6 separate regions of the Mus musculus genome follow, and all the other regions are linked to region 1. A link is a contact called in public Hi-C, HiChIP or PLAC-seq and promoter capture Hi-C data. All regions are on one chromosome and are shown on one strand. The core of a region is the stretch at or near the end of the contact, and the rest is flanking DNA. Distances in the headings are between cores, read along the strand shown. Region 1 holds the start of Ctbs (chitobiase). Region 2 holds the start of Mcoln2 (mucolipin 2). Region 3 overlaps Mcoln2 (mucolipin 2). Region 4 overlaps Prkacb (protein kinase, cAMP dependent, catalytic, beta). Region 5 overlaps Ttll7 (tubulin tyrosine ligase-like family, member 7). Region 6 holds the start of Syde2 (synapse defective 1, Rho GTPase, homolog 2 (C. elegans)).

Region 1 (3,081 bases), core at 368-2,867:
GTGGGGAAGGAGACTCTTATAATCTACACTCTTCTCATTTCAAGAAGCAAAAGGCTAGTGAGGCCTCATTTACTACGAGTTTATGGATGAGTATAATTTTCTTAGCATGTAATGACAAATTCTCACAAATACTATATCACCCACTAAGTGTTGAGTGCCGCAATAAATCAGATTGTTATAAAACCACTTAATTGAGGGGAGGGGCTTTAGGCTGAAACAGCTGAGCAAGTCCCTTGAGTTCCTAGTTAGCCAATCAGAACCAGTCAGCTAATCTCTAAGCAGGTGTCTTAGGGCTTCTTTGGCTGTGAATTAGCACCATGACTGCAAAACTTATAAAGGAAAACATTTCATTGGAGTTGGCTTACAGTTCCGAGGTTTAATCCTTATCATCATGGCAGCATCCAGGCAGCCGTGATGCTGGCGAGGGAGCTCAGAGTTCTAAGCAGCAGGGCAAAGACTGAGCCACTCTAGACCGAGCTTGAGCATGGGAGACCTCAAAGCCCATCCCCACAGTGACACACTTCCTCCAACAAGGCCACACCTGTTAATGTGTCACTTCCTATGGGACAAGCATGTAAACACATGACTCCATGAGGGCCATTCCCATTCAAACTACCACAGTAGGAAAGATCCACCGGACCAGAAACTAAAAGTAACAGCTATCCATTGCCAAACAGCTAATTCTTTCTCTCCCAAAACTTTAATTTCTGATCTTAATGATCTGAGTGCTACTAGTGACCCTTGCTCAAAGAAACGTTAATGCACCTAAATTTTTCTTTTTAAAAAATGTCCAGTTTCCACAGTAGGCAGTCTACAAAAATACTGTCACTATTTTTCTAAACAATGTATGCAAACACAAGCATTTAAATATCTATGTCTCAAAACCAAATATAAGTTTAAGACCCATCAACTGTTCCTTCTTTGTACAAATTTTTTGAGACTGGACCCCCTGACATCGCTGACCCCCAGGTCCAGCCACTGTCATCAACTTCGGTCACGCGATTTTACCAATGCTTCGTGGTAAGTCCGTAAGCTTTATACGCCATTCTGCTGGGTTAAAGAAAAATGGACTCAAATAGCTGTTTTTGCCGCTTTCCTGGGTGGGTGACTGTCCATAAACGAAAGAACTAATCCGTACCAAGTACAAAGGTTAGCAGAACATCCTGCTTTCGGATGTACTTTTGGAGGTGGACACTTTCCTACTAAATGTGCATTGCCTTGGAAACCGAGAACCGGTTCTCCTACCCTCCCCGCAGGTGGCTGAGCGGTTAGCGGGAGGAGCTGGCCTCGGGAATCTGATGAGGCAGGAGCATTACACAGTCTGCGGCCTGGGAAGTTGCCCAACCTCTGAAGGAAATCTAAAAAGAGGAAGACTCTGGTGGTTAAGGCTACTCAGTGAGCGCACAACTTCTACAGCCTTGAGTATCAGACCGACGGGCAAATGAGTGCTGACCTCGAAGTCGGGACGGTGGCGGATCGGTTGGCAGAGAGCAGCCTCGGAGCACGGGCAGTCCCCGGCCGAGAGCCGTGCCAACAGCGGCAGCAGCAGCAGAGTGAATTCCGGGAGGCCACACAGCGCCATGCCTGGGGTGGAGGCTGCGGGAATGACGCCTCTTGAAGGGCGGGCCCTGATGTCCTATGGGCAGGCGGGGCGGAGTCTCTGCTGAGGGGCGTGGCCTGATGCTAAACGGAGAGCGACCCAGCCTGCTGCTTGGTAGGTGGGCCCTAGAAGGCGGGGCTGATGCTGGACTTTGTGGAGAAGTGGGACTTGCAGCCAATTGACTGGGATCCCACCCCGGCTGCTGGGGGCACTACCTATGAGTAAATGTAAGATGTGACAGGGGTCTTCCTTACACTCCAGTGCTAGGAAGGGCTAGGTAAACAGTCTTGACCCGGGTAACTCGCAGGTAACTCTACCACTTTTATTCTCTCCATCACTCTACATCACTCTACACCATTTCATGATTGTGTGGTCTGAACGTTTTCTGCTCATTCATCTTACAATTGATTTTGAATCTCTTGCTTGGCGTTGCTCCCCGCACCCCACCCCTGCCAATATAGCTCAGCACAGTGCTTGGCTTGTAGTAAATAGTACGTTCACTGTAAAACTCCAAGAGCTCCTGTTTTCTTTTTTTAAACTTCAATCGGTTTGAGACCATTCTTTTCCAAGTCTCTACACAGGGTATTTTTTAAAATGTAAAATGGACGGGTGATATTATTGTCAATTTACCAGATGTTTGGTTAAGTGTGTATTGTGATTTTCCAGCATTAAATAAAGAGAATTTAAAGATAAACTCTGTGCGGTGATTTTGCTTGAGAGATATGACCTCAAGAAAAGCCTTTCCTTTGGCTATGAGAATAGGGAAGGGGGCTCTAACAGGGTCATCAGGTCCTGGGGGTGTGACCTGGATTGCTCTGCTCAGCGTGTACTGAATGCTGGAAGGAGAACGCACTTTGAAGATTTGGGCATTTTCTTTGGGGAATTCTTCTGTTTAAGTAGCAACAGGAATAAAAATTCTCTTTATGGCTATAAAGGAAATTGAATGTCATTAAACTCATAATGACAATTAAAACACCCATTATAGCATATGAGTTTAAATTTATTGTACACTCCCTAAACACCAATAAAAATTTAAATGATGTAAATTCTTTTCCCAGAACCAAAATGTTGTCAAAGCAAGGATCTCTCTGAGCTCTCTCAGAAGAGCGGAAAGCAAAGGATACTCGGGAACAAATTAATATATTTCTAATCCTGGCAGACTGGAAAGGCTGGAAACCAGGTTTGCTTTCTTGTCTTCGTTTCTCTTCCTGTGGCTGTGATTAAGAAGTAACTAAGATAGCTTTTTTTCCTGGCTCACAGTTCAAGGTACAGTCTACTATGGCAAAGAGGTCACGGCAACAGGGTCTTGAAGCAGCCGGTCACAGTCAGAAAACAGGATGCAGGCATGCATGCAGATGTTGAGCTGGCCTTCCTCTTCATAATGCAGTCTTGAAACGACCTCAGAAAATGGTGCAGCCAGAGTGGCAGACAGAGTCTCCCCACCACAATTAACTTGATTGTAGATAGGCATGCCCAACATC
Region 2 (2,843 bases), core at 341-2,840, 300 kb after region 1:
GTCTCTCACTGGCCTGGAGCTCTGAAATTAGGGCTGACTGGCTGGCTAGTGAACTTTGGGGGGGGGGGGTCCTCCTGTCTCCTGCCTGTTGTGCACTGGGATTACAGGTCCCAAGTACTGTCACCTGGCTCCAACAGTGTTCTTTGAGTTTGCAAGAAAACACCTCTGGCCGGGCGCCTTTAATCCCAGCACTTGGGAGGCAGAGACAGGGGGATTTCTGAGTTCGAGGCCAGCCTGGTCTACAGAGTGAGTTCCAGGACAGCCAGGGCTACACAGAGAAACCCTGTCTCGAAAAAAACAAAAACAAAAGAAAAGAACACACCTCTGTAGCCCCACCAACATGGTTTTATAGTTCAAAACCGGTCTTTTGAAGGTCTGAGAAGTCTATGCCACCCTTGCAGAAAAGCATCCATTCAGGTAGCCATCATAGACTAACTTCCCTATGGCTCAGTTTCCTTGCTGGCTTCAAGAACATCCTGCTAGGAAGGAGAGGCCGCTCCCTGCTCCCTTAGAAAACTTTAACAGCCCGCCACTATTTGTTTTAAGAGCAGCAAGCAGGAGCCAAAGGCCACTTTGTCCTCACCTCCCCGGCTCAATTGCGCTGCTGCAGACATTCAAACTCAGGAGAGGCCGCTTGGCAGAGCCACCTGGCTTCACTGAACGCCTTTTCATAGAGCTGGGGAAACCAGGGTTGACCACACCGCAACCCTCCCACCTAAGAAAAAGTCGGTTTGTTCCGGAAGGCAAACAATCAGCCTCATTTTTAACCGAGTGCAAGCAGTTAGCATTAGTTTGCCCGGGGTAGCAAGAACTCTAAGGTAGAGCAAACCAGGATCTTTTCAGAGTCCTGTCACCAGGAAAGAAACACACACACACACACACACACACACACACACATACACACCAAAAAACAAAAGTCATAAAACATCTGATCCCTCTCTGTCTCTCCGGGTCTCTTGCCTGGGAAAACCGTCAGTTTCAGGGCCAGCCATCCTCCTTCAGAACTTTCCAGGGCTCCCGGGACTGAAGGAGCTAGACCCATTCCCCGCCCAGAGGTTCAGTGGCCCCCAAATGAAAGCCTTAGGGGACCAAAGCCTCTTACCCTTCCAGTCAGCGCTCTGATCTCAGCCCCGGGACTTTGCGGAAAAGCGGCTGTGTGCACCCTGGTCGCTACGCGTGGCCCTGTCCTCCCGCCACGCCCCCCGCGTCCCCACCCTCGGCCGCTGACTTCCTTCAGCGCTGGGCGACCCAGGGCGCTGTCACGAAGGACTTTTGCTACGTAGCGGAGAGCCCGGACGCGAGGCAGAATGGGGTCCACGTGTGAGCTCAGGGACACCTTCTCGGCGGGAGATATTCCAGGAGGGGACGCTGGAATCCAGACGACCACCAGACATGGTCCACTGGGGGAGTACCCACCTGTGGTGGGGACCCCAAGTCAGGTCCGGGACGCGGTTCCACGCAGGCAGGTCCAGCGTCTCCTCGTCTCCGGGCATGACGTGACCCCAAATTCCCTCAGTCCCCACGGTCCCCACACCCGGCTCCGCCTACGGGTGTCTGCGAGATGCAGGTGGAGTGGACGCCCTTATAAAGGGAAGTCGTCCGGAAAGCCTGCTATGAGGCCGCCCGTCGTCCACCCCGCCCCCCTGGCCGTCCTGACCTCCTCCCTCCCGCCCCATTCCCCACCCCACCACCCCACCCCCGCCCCCAGACCTCTGACTCCTTCAAAAGTTCATTGCATTTCTTTTGAGCTCACCATGTGGCCCACACTGGCAACCAGAGCAATCCTCCGGCCTCAGCCTCCTGAGTACTAAGATTACAACAAGCACGTGCTACCAACGCTGGGATTTTGGACAAGTAAAGTGTTGGTACTGAGTTCTACCGGATGCTCCTCCCTCTTGGAATCAATAAGTTCGTGGGGATGGGTTTCTTCACTAAGGAGTCTTTATTCTGATAACTCCCTAACAAGTAGTTAGGATGACAGGGCAAGCATGTGGAAAGCAAGACCCCAGCCTCAGCCACCAAGTCAGCTTTCTGCAGCCAGTCTGCTTGACCCCTGAGTAGCCCAGAGTAGCCCACCCCAGCGGCCTCTATGCCCTTCCCCCTTGTTGCCTGAAAGCAGGGGCTTCAAGACAATTGGTTTCTATGAACCTGGCTACAGTACCCAACCTGAAGCTAGCAGGGCCTTTTGGACAGAACCGGCTCAGAGGCTCCTGTCGTCACCATGCAGTGGAGCTAACTAAACCCCTAAGTTTCCAGGCTATGTGCGTTAGGAAGTGTTCGAAAGGTCCCCATGTTTAGCTAGGGCAAAGGACAGTTTGTAGAGGATTATGTAGAAAGAGCTGGACAGAGCCTTTTGGACCCTTTGTGTAAGGTTTTTGTTTTTTGTTTTGTTTTGTTTTTTGCTTTTTGAGACAACCTCATATAACTGAGACTGGCCTCCAACTTGCTATGAAGCTGACGCTGGCCTTGAACCTGGTCCTCCTGTCTGCACCTCACAAGGGCTGTTGGTGTTGAGGAATATTCTGCCCCACCCCCACCCTTCCAAATCTACTCTGTTTTAAAAAGTCACTTTCCAAAAACTACTGGGTAAAAATGCTTGAGTTTTGTTTGTTTTTGTTTTTCCAAATTTCTTTTAGGAAATACGCTTACTGGGTATGGAAAGTCTGAGAAAGTCTGTCTGAAAAGTCACAGTGCCCACCGTACCTTCATGCTCAGGATTCTGTACACTGCCCCCTCCCCCCAGTGTAGCCAGTCCTGGGTTTGACCCCAGAATCATGGGGTGGACAGAGAGAATCCATTCCAGCAAGTCCTCTGGTCTCTGCAAGTCATGAGTGATACCTATG
Region 3 (3,059 bases), core at 506-3,005, 270 kb after region 1:
GGAACGTACAGTGCGGGGGTGGGGGTTGCGGGGGGGACGGGACAAGAGAGGCTGATCTGTAAGTGTAGCTGCTCTTAGACTACATGGCCCCACATTGTGGCTGCTGCTCTCCCCGGCCTCACTATGACTGGATCGGTCTCCCTTGTCTCTGTTCCTGCCTAGGGGACCATCCACAAGCCACACACACTTGCATTTGGCCAGAGCCGTACTTCACACACACCTGCTCACATGATTTGTTTTAGGGGTCAAGTTTCAGATTTTTCTTTTTATTGATTAATTCTGCTGCTTGACAGCTTGATATGTTTATATAACGTACTCTAACCTCATGCCCTGTCCTCTCATCTCTCTCTCTCTTTCTTATCAATACCTAGTCCCCCCCCCACTCAGATTCGTGATCTGGTTTGTGACCCATCTGTGTGACCGTTGGCCAGAACATTGTGTCGGAGCCCGGAGGGTTGGAGCCTGGTGGGGTCACGAACGGGAAGCCACCAGAACGCAGTGGTTTCTGCCTCACTGAATCTGTGTTGCGTACAGCTCCTCAGTGTGCCGTAGGTCCCCTGAGCCCCTCCTCCACTCTTGTCTGACTGTCGACCCGCCTGGTCTTATGCATTCCCAGGGAAGGCCTTTGACTCGAAACTGCTGAGTCTGAGGACGAAATGTGTTTGAAATGGCTGTGGCTTGCCTAGAAGACATCATCTCACAGCCTCCCTCTTTTCCCCTCCACCACCTTCTCCCCCGACTCCTCCTCTCTCTGCTTCTTGGTTGTAGGTTAAGGTGTGAGCCCTCAGCTTAGGTCTCCATGTCTATGGTCTGCTGCCACGTCTACCTGTCATGATGGACTTTCATCCTGTAAGCCCCAATAAATTCTTCCTTCTCTAGGTCACCTTGGTCATGGTGTTTTATCTCAGCAACAACAAAAAAGTAACGAACACAGCAACCTATGCTGAATGTGAAGTAGTGGGAATTCTCCTGCCTCAGCTTCCCAAGTGTTGGGAACATCCAGCAGCCATAGATTGCTTACCCCACTGAAGCCATATTGCATTTCAGAAAGCTCTTCCAAATCTGAGTTTGGAAAACACTGGTTCAGAAATATGTCCTGCCACTCTGAGTAATGGCACACCCCACTCACTCCACCCTCCCAGATACCTGATGTGCACAGACGCTCTCCCACCATCTGCCTAAGGAACTCTGACTCGGGCTATCCAAGCTTACTAACTGTCAGCTCTGCAATAAATATATACCATTACATCTCCATCAGAGGGAGCCCTGCCCACCCCATTCTTCTAAAGCCTCGTGTGGCTGGCTATAAACTATAGTATATAAAATATAAGTTCTGGAGAGCAGAAGCGCACTCAGAGAAGGCTCCTTGGGAAGCAGATGTCTGTGAACGTGGACATTACCGGTTTTTGCTTTGAGGAGATGTGGATAATTGTAGATAACGCCAAGAGGAAGCAAGCAGCAGCTGGGAAGCTGGGTGAGAAGAGAGCATCAGAATACTTGGACAACAGCGGCCAGTGCCCACCAGGTGGCGCCTCTGGCCTCTCTTAGGCAGAGCTTCTCAGTCCACGGCTTCAAATGGAAGAGGCAGCACAACCCATCTTCTAAACTGGTTTCTAAACCTCATATTTTTAATGATTTTTAAAACCCCTTGATTTATTTTAAATTCATGTCTTCCTAGTGATAAGGTCGAGTTTCTAAGACATGGCCGTAAGAATCACATTTTAGGTCTGCTTCTCTCTGTTGGCCACAGGGGGGAGCAAGAGCTCTTCCGTTCTGGCATGCGTGGTGAGAGGATCATTGGGGAGCCATGAGGCACACGTCCAGTCTCACAGTGACTATTGCAAATCACAGTTTATATATGGCAAAGGTTACGTTCCCCCACACCACCAAGACATAGCTTCAGCCTTTACTTGGACCTGAGGACTGCCTTGATGGTGCTGGTCTTTGAGTATCTGCTGCGAAATAGAAAATCCATTTTATCAGGAACCCAATCTGTGTGCTTCCTTTAGAGGAATGACTGAAACCAAAGCTAGAAAAAAAAAGAGAAAACTTCGAAATCATCAGCCGTTGTACAGCTGAAAAGGAATGAGTCACCTGTTGGAATAAAAAACCACGTGACTCATATTTGTCTTTCTGGTCATCTGGCCCAAGTGAGTTCGTGTAAACGGAGCTTGCCAGTTCACCACACTCAGAGACATCGCCCTGACCACTAATAATCAAAGCAGGATGCACATATCTTACACTCCTCTTTTGAGACAGGAACACCCTCCCCCACAAAGTGGTTTAGGCTGGTCTTGAAGTCAAAATCTCCCAGTTTCTTCCTGCATAGCTGAGATTACAGTACATGATGTCATCGCTAGCTCAACAAGGCTATTTAAGCATGTGGACCATCGGGTGACGGAGGAGATGTCCCCGTGTTTATTCAAGATGCACCCTGAGGTCTCCACTCTTCTCCTTTGTCCAAGGCTTGGATCAGAACATACCTCCTCCGAGAATTCAGGATTCCCACTGAGCTCGGTCAAAATGATCATTTCCCTTCCTACTCAGACCTTCCATACTTCCCTGGCTATGGCTACCCATAGCACCCCAAGGATCTGGTCACATAGATGTCCCTCCCTAAGGCCTCTCCTCGCTGATGAGTTGCGGAGCAACTCTGATGACTTCTGCTCCCAGCATTCGGCACCAACCCCCTCAATAAGTACAGCCATTGCTCTTGCTTTGTAGAGAAAACTGCTAAGACAGAGAGGCCAAGCAATAGGTCCAAGCCTCCAGCCGTGGCTCACAGAACCAGAATGCAAACCCAGGCCATCTTGCTGCAAAGGCGAACTGCGTAAACCACTGACTCAAGAAACAATAAACACTTGCTGACTTGGACCACTCGCTCAGGACTAGCGTTTGAACTGTTTTTCTGAAACGTTTTCCCCACCACCTTCCATACGAATCACGTGGGTTCCCTAAGCCCCCCAAACCTCCTCTAACCCACAGACAACAGGCTGAACGGTACACTTACTAGACCCAGATATGTTCATGTTTTTACACTCTTCGATGTTGGCCTCGCT
Region 4 (3,024 bases), core at 404-2,903, 320 kb before region 1:
GGAAAGGTTTGTGTGCTTGGTCATAGTTGCCTCCCGACAGCCCTTTCTACCACACACGTGTGCTGGTAACAAGTAGACATTGGCTTCTCCAAGGAGGTTCAGTCCTAAATAAATTCATTCCTGCTGTGACTTGAGTGCTCTAGCCATTTAAAGTATGGGAAATTATAAGTGTGGCTTCATTAATAAAAATAATCAAATATTGGGCCGTTTTATCTGAGTCTAAAATTATGATGAGTTTCTCTATGTGGTGCATACAGCTATGTTTATGTGGAAATTGCTGGAAAGCTTTCTTTTTTCCTTCCTGGTAATTCTATGTTCTTCTTCTGTGAGAATCTATCTGCTCTTGGCCCTCTCAGCGCTGCATTGTCTGAGTGATCTCATTCCTGCCCACGCCTCAGTCACTACCTGAGACATCCATTACAAGAGTCAGCTTCGTCTTTCTCCCTTAACATCTGTCCCTTTATCTCTGGTCCTCGCTTCTCTTAGTGACTCCATAACCCGCATGAGAAGAAAAGCAAGAATCTAGGGTTGTTTGTAACTTGTCACCCTGGTTGTGTATATGCTCATTTAGTTCCATTGACTGTACATCAGGAGTTTTCTCTAGGCCCAATAACACTAGGAAGGCCTTTAGAACTGGGCATCAGTCTCTTTTCAGCGGCCTTACACTGACTGGCTTCATGTTTCTGCCTCTTCAGATGACTTTTCATACTGAGTTTTAAATTGAAATAAGTCCATTTCTTAATACAGTGTGAAACTTGCAATTCTGGAATTGCAAATCTGGAATCTAAAGATTAAGCTCCTTAGCAAGTTAGGGGAGATCCACCTGTGCGTCATGTATGAGTAATGACCTCCCATAGTTATATTCCTTGTAGAAATCACACAAACAATAATAGCTTTCAGTATCTCCATTACAAACTCTGAAGGTGATGTTGCTATACTTTCAAAGCACAAAAGCGGATTATATATTTGCCTGTGAGTCTCTGGATCTTAAGTGAAAGCTATCCCTTGAGGACTTTAATTGTTCTCATCTGCTCTTTCCTCTCTGGCATCGAAAGATTGCTTGTAAATGGAAGAAGAGCCTTGGCTGCCCCCTTGTAAGTTGCTTTCATTTGGTGAGGATTTTCTCTTGTTAAGCAAGTTTTGTGAAAACATTGTAAAGGAGTTCTCCCCAAATTCATCTGGGTTCCATACGGCCCTCCGACTAGACGACATGGCACAGCATGCACAGCGATAGGTGCTGTTGCCTTCCGAGGCAAAGGAAGAGCTAAGCTTTGACAAGGACCAGCACTGGCACTGGTGAAGGAGCCTGGAATTAAAACACCTTTCTCCACTTTTCTTTCTGAGACCACGTGATTTCATTATTTTCTCTGTGCCTGGTGTTCTATCATCACAGCATGTAGCAGGTTGCAGTGCTGTTTGTGTAAGATGGAGCTGAGTCATCTGACACATTGAGTTACTGTGCACTCCTGGTTCACATACCAATTCCTATTCGGAAAACCGGAGCCAGCAAGCTGTGGAGAAGAAACACCAGTCAACAGGTCCTTTGTTACAGCTGATAAGGGGAGCAAGAGCGGGTCTTCTGTACACGGTGGGGTGACTAGAGAGGATGATTTTGCATTCTGTTGTTTCAGTGGAAGAAGATTTCTTATGATCTCACTGCAAAAATAGGCAGGAGGAGACAGATCCGCTCACTCTGATTTGCACATCACACAGGACATCCACTTATGGAAACATCATGTGACACACTGCAGATATGTACAAATTCTAGGCTGCTCGGGGAGCCTGCTTCCTGGTGCAGCTCACTGAGCGTCAGTGTGAAGAAAAAGCACTAAGTAATGGTTCTCGGAAGTGTGTGGACCTAAGCAGGAGTGAGCAGCTGGTTCACGCCCTCTCCTCTGTCTGACCGAGAACACATGAGCCGAACACTGAAAGCGCTGCTTTTGCCCCCAGTGAGGACGGACCTCTGTCCGATGAGGACTGTTCTAGAGCGGATTGTGCTCTGGATTACTTGCCTTCCAGTAAGAGAAGCAACCATTTCATCCTCACTGATTTCCTGGGATGAAGCTTGTGAGGAAATGAGTGCAGGACAACACTGCCTGTTGCTTCTGTGCTCCTCCTAGCCCTGTTGGGACAGCCAGGAATTCATTAGGTCATGGCAAATTGAAAGGATGGCCTTTGTTTTCTGGATACAACAGGGCTCTCCCTTGCTGTGCTGGCACCAATACCAGCAAGTTCCTTGTGATCCTAGACACTTGCACATTTCTTTGTTGTTGTTAATGAGTCTGAGTGTTTTGCCTGCTTGCATGTATGTGACTACAGCGACCAGACATCAGATCTCCCTCAGGAAATGGAGCTTCAGATGCTTGTGAACCTCCATGTGGGTGCTGAGAACTGAGCCTGGGTCCTCTGCAGGAGCAGCCAGGACTCTTGACTGCTGAACATCTCCCCAACCTCTACAACCACATTTCTGAAAGTTGCTGGATTATTTAATTAATACACATACATATGCGTATACAGAGAAAAATATCCAGAACTTAATTTTAATAGCACCTATATAGAAAATGAGAGATCCAAAGAAAAATACACTATGTTGTTTTAGATCGTGTGTAAAGATTTTAAAACCTTCCCATTGTTTGTGGATAAATAAGCAAAAAAAGAAAAGAAAGGAAAGTGGAGCCTATAAAAAGGGTTACACATGATTAAAGGATAAAATCACAGCCTTCAATAGGAAAAGAATGAACTTATATTCAGAAATATGTGTTTAAAAAACTACAGATAGCATCTAAATTAATTCTTCAATGTTTTGAGTGAACATAAAATCTATGAAATAAGACAGAGGAAATAATCCTGAAGGGACTGGAGACATGGCTCAGCAGTTATAAGCCTTTTCTGCTCAGTCGTAAGGACCTGAATTCAAGTGCCAGCATACAATCGTCTGTAATTCCAACTCCCAAAGATCCATGGCACCAGCACACTTATGTGCATGTATATGCACACATACACATAGGCATTTGCATACACATT
Region 5 (3,150 bases), core at 149-2,648, 500 kb before region 1:
TCCAGTTATCCATGATCTATTGGGGGAGAGAAGTTAACAAATTTAGGCTAGAATGCTCACAGAGAATAGTGAATGACCCTGTTATCCATGACTGTATTCATCCGTGCAGTGACAGCACTATGAGAGCACTACTTATAATAACAATTCTACCATTCATAGAAAGATACCTGCAGAGATTTAGACAAGTCAGAGGTTCTAAACCTGAGCCCATTTCTTTCTCTCCAGTAAGAGTAATATCACTCAGAGAGTAAAAGCCAGAAATCCTTGGATACACACATTTTAGGTAGGACTCCAACACAGATTTTTCTATCTTTACTCACAGGGCTGTGTTACCCACATAGTGATAGAATATTGAACAATACATTCAAAGTCAGCCTATATTCAATTAGAGTTCTACTAGCCCTTTGTTTTGTATTACCTACAGAATTCTACAGAATTCCTCAGTATACACCCTAGTAATGGATACTGTAGCAAGCATTCAAGTCTGGAACACAGCAGAAATACAGCAAAGAATCTAATGCCTGACATTAATTATTAATTACGTTTCATTGATTGTATAAGCCTAACAATCTTCTTTATGGAAGAATCGCAATAGCCACATACATTAGTGTCTCTCTCTCTCGTTTTCTAATTAAAAACAGCAGACCTCAGTGGAACCAAGGTGATCGCTCAGTGGCTAAGAGCACTCGTTCCTCTTGTAGGGAACCTGGGTACAATCCCTAGCACCCACTTGGCCACACATAGTCTATGACTCCTGTCCTAGGGGCTGTGATGCCGTCCTTGACCTCTGAGCAGCGGGCACACATGTGGTGCACATACACACACGGAGGCAAATATTCAATAAAAGAAATAAATTCGAGAAGAAAATATCAGATCATAAAAGACAGACAAAAATGATGTGCCTGCTTCAAAGTTACTGGCTTTTCTTAGAAATAAACATTATCAAAGTGAGTGGAAACATTTCCAGGCTGGCGATGAAGCTCGTTGGCCAAAGATGCTTGCTGCCAAGTGTAACCTTCTTCTAATCCCTGGGACCAACACACATAAACACACTAAATAAAAAAAAATGTAAAACATATCTATCACAATGCCTTATAAAATTTTCAATTTTCTTTTGTTGTAACAAGCTCCCTGACAAACAGCATCTAACTTTCACTTTTGAAAAAAAAAACAAAAAACAAAACAAAACTTAGCACAAAATTCAAAAGACTTGGATACTTAACGATAATTCTCTAATAACAATAATATGATGCCGTTGCAGATTTTTGCAGCAAGAAATCTTTCTCTTGTTTCGTTATTTCTATGCACTTGTTTCATATCATTGGATGAACAATAAGAGGACCCAGTGAGAGCTTTGGTTCTTATTCTACATATGACCACTAGATGGCGCCTTGTCTTCTGGGGAAAAGAAAATCACAAGCCACCAACCCGACCCTCAAAACGTTCTGTGGCCGATGGATGACCTAACTGTGGGCATTTATAAAGCGTGTTGGGCGGATAAGAGAAACCTTGAGTGAAGAAATGTTCTTCCATCAAACCATTCCCGTGACCTTGGATTTCTTTTTAAGAGAGGAGCAAGTCCTGACTGCGGAGCGTTTGAACATCTGCCACCCAAACGCTCCACTAGGTGGCGGGCGTGAAAATAACTCATCCAGGCTGTTTCAAAACGTGATTTTCCAGGCATCACCTGTAATTCATCTTGACATTTTATACCAAGGCGCTATTTTCATCCTGTCTCTTTTCATCTTAAGCTCTTCAACTTAGTTTTTAAATAGAAGAGTTTACCCTGATATTTCTTTGATCATGAAGAACAGTTATTATTTGATGCTAATTATTCTTACTTGAAAGCCTTATTATATGATAAAATGTTCCTAATAACTAAAATGAATTCTTTTACTTTGTAAAGTTTCTGGGGGCTAAAAGCAATATCAATTACATTTCCTATTCAATCAATTATAATTTGATCAGAAAATACATTTTTTGTATGTGTGTAGATGTATAGGAGGCATGTGTGCATGTACATATGTGTACAATGCACATATATGCTGGTGTTTATGTGTGTGCACATGTGTGTGCATGCATGCCTGTGGAGGTCAGAGGTCAGGCTTGAATGACGTTTCCCTGGGAGCTGCGGCTCACCTCTGGGAACTCTCAGGAGTCTTCCTTCCTCTGCCTTTCCAGTACTGAGGTCACAGCTGCAGGCCACCATGCCAGCTCTTTATGTAAGTTCTGAGGACCCAGCCTAAGACCATGCTGGCTCAGGAAGGGTTTTACCAACAGATCTATCTCCCTGGTCCCAGGCAATACATTTTAATGCTCTCAGAAGAGTAGACAGATGCTCTTTGGATTTTATACAAATACTCACATCTTCTATCAGGAGCTCCGACTCTGCGTCTGACTTCCCCGGAAAGCGGATTCTCATGTCCTTGAGGACAAACAAGGTCTGACTGGTGAGGTCGTCTTCCTGCTCTTTGGTTTTCAATTGCCGCAAAGACTCGTTCTTAAATTTGAAAGAATACAGACACATGGAGGGGGTCTTATTCCACTGTACCAGTATAATGTGAAAGATAGTTTCAGGTAAAAGGGACACATTGTTAATTTTTTAAGTGGACATTTATTTGCGAATGTTTAACATTAAAATGGTTATTATTTGTAAGAATGTCTTTTGTATTTTCTCCTGGTTGTATTTTATCTTGCTCGGGATATAAACATTACCTATGAGTAATTCAAAAGGACTTCCTAATTTGTTTCACTTGCCACCGATTCTTGGATTGGATAGTAAGATCAGTCATCATTATGAAGGGAGTGAATTCAGTTATATCTCCAGAGTTCTCCCACTGGAAAGACTCGTTCTTAAATTTGTTAATGTTAATGAAACAGAGACTTTATATAACTCTCTGGTCTAGCTCCAGCAAAATATAATAAAACCACCGACTTTCTCAATTGTAAATTTCTCTAGTTTATGCTGAAAAGGAGATATTCCTTGTTAATATAATCTGCAGAAAGCATTCTAAACAGCATCACGCCTAGGCTCGATGAGTAGAATTTTTTAAACCAGTTTTTAAACTATTGGAGTCTAAAAGAGGCATTTTCCATACACTAATTGTGCTTGTTTCTATAGGAGATTGAGATATTGCAAGAAAAAGAAAC
Region 6 (2,899 bases), core at 106-2,605, 460 kb after region 1:
CACCACACTAGAGGCTCAGGGCGCTGCTTAGCATATTGACTGCAAAGTGTCCTACCTGTCAGTGTGATTCTTTGGTCCGTTGTCACCGAGAGGACGTGGTTTTCATGCACTTTCCAACTGCCCAAATTTGGAGAGGTTGTCTGCGCTCCGGGAACTTTGGGTGCTGTCCCGCGATCGCGACCCTTCATCCCCAGGGACAGCAGACGTCCTTTGTACATCCACTTCTGCAGTTTCTTGACAGTCACCGCAGGTGGCTTGAGGGGAAGATCCTCCGGATGGTCCTCTTGGCTGCTGGATATCACAGAGGTCCCCACAGGATCCTTAAAGGGTCGTCCCGAGGACCCGCTGGGGTCATGGCAGATGGGAGGCAGGAGAGCGGCGGACGTAGCAGCCCTGTGGCTGCCCGGGCTCCAGCCGTCCATCCCACCTCCACGTGGCTGGGGCTCGTCCCTGTCCCGGTGCGCACCGCACCTGATGCAGCTGTCGCTCGCCCACCGCTGGAGCAGAGGCGGCCGCCGGCTCACGCGGAGGCTCTCGAGACTTCTGCAACTGGACAGTTGTATCCGAGGACTGGGAGGCCGTCCCTCTCTCGACTCCGTCGGAGGCGACCGGGGCGGGGACACCTGCTGCGGAGGGCGGTCGCCGCCTCGGAGGCTGCAGGCTGGGCGCACGGCTGCGCCGCGGGGGAGAGGCGGCTGCTGGCCCTGAGCCCGGGCTCCCGCGGGTCCGCCCCGCCGCGTGCCCGAGTCAGGGGGTAGGTCGTGCATGGCCTGGATCAGCAGATAATAGGCCTCTCGCAACTGGGTCTGCAGCCTGCCCGTCTCCAGGCGGCCGCCCTCCATCCCCGGGGAGGAGCCCGGCGCTCGGGAAGGCGAGGCCCGCAGCGCCTCCGCCCCCTCGGGCGCGCAGCCCGCCGGCAGGTTCTCGTAGTAGTCGGCGCCCTCGTCCTCCCCGTCGTCGTCGCCGCTGCCCCAGGCGCCTGGGGAGGCGCGAGCAAGCGCGCGGCCCAGAGCGGCGGCCTCCTGCGCCCCGCGAGACCATGGCACCCGCGCGCCCGGCTGCTCGGTCCCCCATGCGGGCCGCTCCATACCGGGGCCCGCGAGCTCGTGGGGCGGCGAGCGTCCCTCGGAGAGCGAGGCCGCCACGGAGTCCGCGTGCAGCCCGAGCGCGCCGGGAGCGTGCCGCTCTCGGAGCCGGCCGAGCGTCCTCCGCAGGGGCTCCGCCATGAGCGCCGCCCTCAGCAGCCCGGCTCGCCCGGGGCGCGGGGCGGGCTCCGAGTCCCGCGCGGGCGGAGGCGGCGGCTCTCCATGACCACGGCCGGTCCTCGCCAGCTCCTCACATACTTGGCATAACTCGGCAGCGGCGGGTCGGTAGAGGGGGGCGCGGGCGCCGCAGCGCGCATGCCCCGGAACTAGAGCCGCGACGGGGCGCGCGGGCCAACACGCGGCGTTCCCGAGGTGGGCGCTCCGGGGGCGGGGCCTGCGCGGCTGCAGAGAGGGAAAGGTGGAGCGGGTCGGGCTGCCACCCCGCCAACCGCCCCGGCCCCTCCCCGCTGCCCCCTGCGCGAGGCGGGGCTCCGGTGCAGCAAGTCCTAGCTTGAGAGTAACAAAGACTGTTTGGACCGACCAAGTGCGAGTGCAGGTGTATCTCACAGGAGCGTTGTCCCCAAGATGTTCTGATCGGTTCCCTGCTCCCCGGAACTGTTGGAAAGGAATTTGCGGGGCTAGAGAGGTCGCTCGGTTGTAAGGATCGCTGGCTGCTCTGGTGTAGGACTCCAGTGTCAGGGGTTCCGAAGCCCTCTTCTGGCCTCCGCTGGCACCCGGCATGCGTGTTGTAAACCGTCATAGGTGCAGGTAAAACAACCATGCACGTAAAAATAAACAATAAAAAAGAAATCTGTAGCAAATCCTATTCAATAAGGAATTTTTAAAAAAAGTCCTTTATGTACTAGATCACTTCGGTTCCCTCTTTTTCAAATCTGTTTCTCCTTCTGTAAAAATGATACCTTCTCATCCAACGTTAATCCCTAGATCAAACAAAACTTGTTAAATGGAACCACAGATAAGAGCCCCGGGTACAACTACCAAACTAAAAGCGCTAGTTTACAGCTTTTAAATGTAAAAATGCTAACTGAAATTCAGTGTTCACTGGGTCGAAATAGAGAAAGGGTGAAATTTGGAAATACCTACTCTCAATACCAAACCCTGCCTGGCCTGGCACTGATCGATAAGAATCAGTGTTGCCATCATCTCTGATTTCAGCTATACTTTTTGGTTGTTATGCATTGGGAATGACCTTTGAGCCACTCATACCGCACAAATATCTAGCACATGCTTGCACTTAGTAGGTACTCAAGTCCTCCAAAAGTGGTAGTTGAGTGAATGGTCCTTACTTATTCCAGTATGGTCCTCCATGTAAGCCCAGCTGCTTTCTGTGCCTAAACGCTCCATCCTCTCAGCTCACTTGGATCTGTGCCGTTTGTTAGCGCCTGGCTCTCTGCCTTTGGAGTCATCCCCCTGTATCTGTATGCGTGTAATCTTCCCTGTGCTAGGCTTGGTGTGGTGGTATACTTGCTTGTGGAAGGAGGCTTAAGATGGAGGCAGTAGGAGGACAGCCTGAGGCCCTCTCTCAAAAAGCTAAACAAAGGAACAAAGAAACTGACAGGAGTGCCCCTCAGGTGAAGGCAAAGCTTTCAAGCCTAAAGATTTGAGTCAATTGTATCAAGACCCACACCCTGGAGGTGAGGAGCCATTGCTTTGTGACCTGAGACTCACTCCAAAACACAGGAATGCAGAGGGGAGGCTGAAGGGCTACCTACCCATCCTCCTCTTCACCATGGAGTCAGCTCCCACACAGACTAGGTCTCAGGTTCTACCAAACTTCAAGAGTCCTTATCACT

The links. Promoter capture Hi-C pulls out the DNA fragments that hold promoters and counts their contacts. Hi-C and Micro-C count contacts between places; a contact is called where the count stands out from the background. HiChIP or PLAC-seq counts read pairs in DNA pulled down with a chosen protein or histone mark.
Region 2: a contact with region 1 is called in a promoter capture Hi-C map of pre-B cells, with 2.0 times the contacts expected there. The contact joins the promoter of Mcoln2 here to the promoter of Ctbs in region 1. A contact is called at or near these places in 5 of 39 promoter capture datasets (cranial neural crest, frontonasal cranial neural crest, hippocampal neurons and 2 more), 1 of 115 datasets of contacts at active chromatin or transcription factors (memory CD8 T cells) and 1 of 9 other capture datasets (adipose tissue).
Region 3: a Hi-C map of cortical neurons shows a contact between it and region 1, with 4 times the contacts expected there. The contact joins the enhancer-like site here to the promoter of Ctbs in region 1. A contact is called at or near these places in 10 of 39 promoter capture datasets (the 3T3-L1 cell line, 3T3-L1-derived adipocytes, the C10 cell line and 6 more), 9 of 484 Hi-C or Micro-C datasets (Sertoli cells, cortical neurons, embryonic stem cells and 3 more), 2 of 115 datasets of contacts at active chromatin or transcription factors (epiblast stem cells and pancreatic cancer cells) and 1 of 9 other capture datasets (embryonic stem cells).
Region 4: a promoter capture Hi-C map of neural stem cells shows a contact between it and region 1. The contact joins the enhancer-like site here to the promoter of Ctbs in region 1. A contact is called at or near these places in 8 of 39 promoter capture datasets (the C10 cell line, the HPC-7 cell line, cranial neural crest and 4 more), 4 of 484 Hi-C or Micro-C datasets (CD4 T cells, cerebral cortex, hematopoietic stem and progenitor cells and 1 more), 9 of 115 datasets of contacts at active chromatin or transcription factors (astrocytes, bone marrow-derived macrophages, effector CD8 T cells and 6 more) and 4 of 9 other capture datasets (adipose tissue, embryonic stem cells, liver and 1 more).
Region 5: an H3K27ac HiChIP or PLAC-seq map of the NIH/3T3 cell line shows a contact between it and region 1, with 7 times the contacts expected there. The contact joins the enhancer-like site here to the promoter of Ctbs in region 1. A contact is called at or near these places in 7 of 39 promoter capture datasets (the C10 cell line, cranial neural crest, embryonic stem cells and 3 more), 1 of 484 Hi-C or Micro-C datasets (cortical neurons), 3 of 115 datasets of contacts at active chromatin or transcription factors (the NIH/3T3 cell line, astrocytes and embryonic stem cells) and 2 of 9 other capture datasets (embryonic stem cells and liver).
Region 6: a contact with region 1 is called in an H3K4me3 HiChIP or PLAC-seq map of pro-B cells, with 5 times the contacts expected there. The contact joins the promoter of Syde2 here to the promoter of Ctbs in region 1.

Annotation. Positions count from the first base shown.
Region 1 is chr3:146,449,003-146,452,083 of GRCm38.p6, reverse strand. Ctbs (chitobiase) reads right to left here and starts at 1,617. Exons shown (of 7, transcript NM_001293672.1): 1 at 1,454-1,617. The coding sequence starts at 1,582.
Region 2 is chr3:146,148,580-146,151,422 of GRCm38.p6, reverse strand. It overlaps Mcoln2 (mucolipin 2), which reads right to left and starts at 1,590. Exons shown (of 14, transcript NM_026656.5): 1 at 1,417-1,590. The coding sequence starts at 1,493.
Region 3 is chr3:146,176,562-146,179,620 of GRCm38.p6, reverse strand. It overlaps Mcoln2 (mucolipin 2), which reads right to left. Exons shown (of 14, transcript NM_026656.5): 7 at 3,011-3,059. Among named protein-coding and RNA genes, the nearest start is that of Mcoln2, 28 kb to the right of the region's middle. Within about 2 kb of position 1,755, at least 94 of the 459 cell types and tissues checked have an H3K27ac peak or open chromatin away from gene starts, as enhancers often do. A contact at or near this core is called in cortical neurons and pancreatic cancer cells, where this site is marked.
Region 4 is chr3:146,765,535-146,768,558 of GRCm38.p6, reverse strand. All of the region lies in intron 1 of Prkacb (protein kinase, cAMP dependent, catalytic, beta), which reads left to right. Among named protein-coding and RNA genes, the nearest start is that of Prkacb, 46 kb to the left of the region's middle. Within about 2 kb of position 1,653, at least 68 of the 459 cell types and tissues checked have an H3K27ac peak or open chromatin away from gene starts, as enhancers often do. A contact at or near this core is called in adipose tissue, cerebral cortex, embryonic stem cells and 4 more, where this site is marked.
Region 5 is chr3:146,944,444-146,947,593 of GRCm38.p6, reverse strand. It overlaps Ttll7 (tubulin tyrosine ligase-like family, member 7), which reads right to left. Exons shown (of 21, transcript NM_001357217.1): 17 at 2,366-2,500; 18 at 1-16. Among named protein-coding and RNA genes, the nearest start is that of Ttll7, 94 kb to the right of the region's middle. Within about 2 kb of position 1,398, at least 48 of the 459 cell types and tissues checked have an H3K27ac peak or open chromatin away from gene starts, as enhancers often do. A contact at or near this core is called in the NIH/3T3 cell line and cortical neurons, where this site is marked.
Region 6 is chr3:145,986,326-145,989,224 of GRCm38.p6, reverse strand. Syde2 (synapse defective 1, Rho GTPase, homolog 2 (C. elegans)) reads right to left here and starts at 1,355. Exons shown (of 7, transcript NM_001166064.1): 1 at 56-1,355. The coding sequence starts at 1,226. Gm35352 (a long non-coding RNA gene) reads left to right here and starts at 1,730. Exons shown (of 3, transcript XR_376174.3): 1 at 1,730-1,853.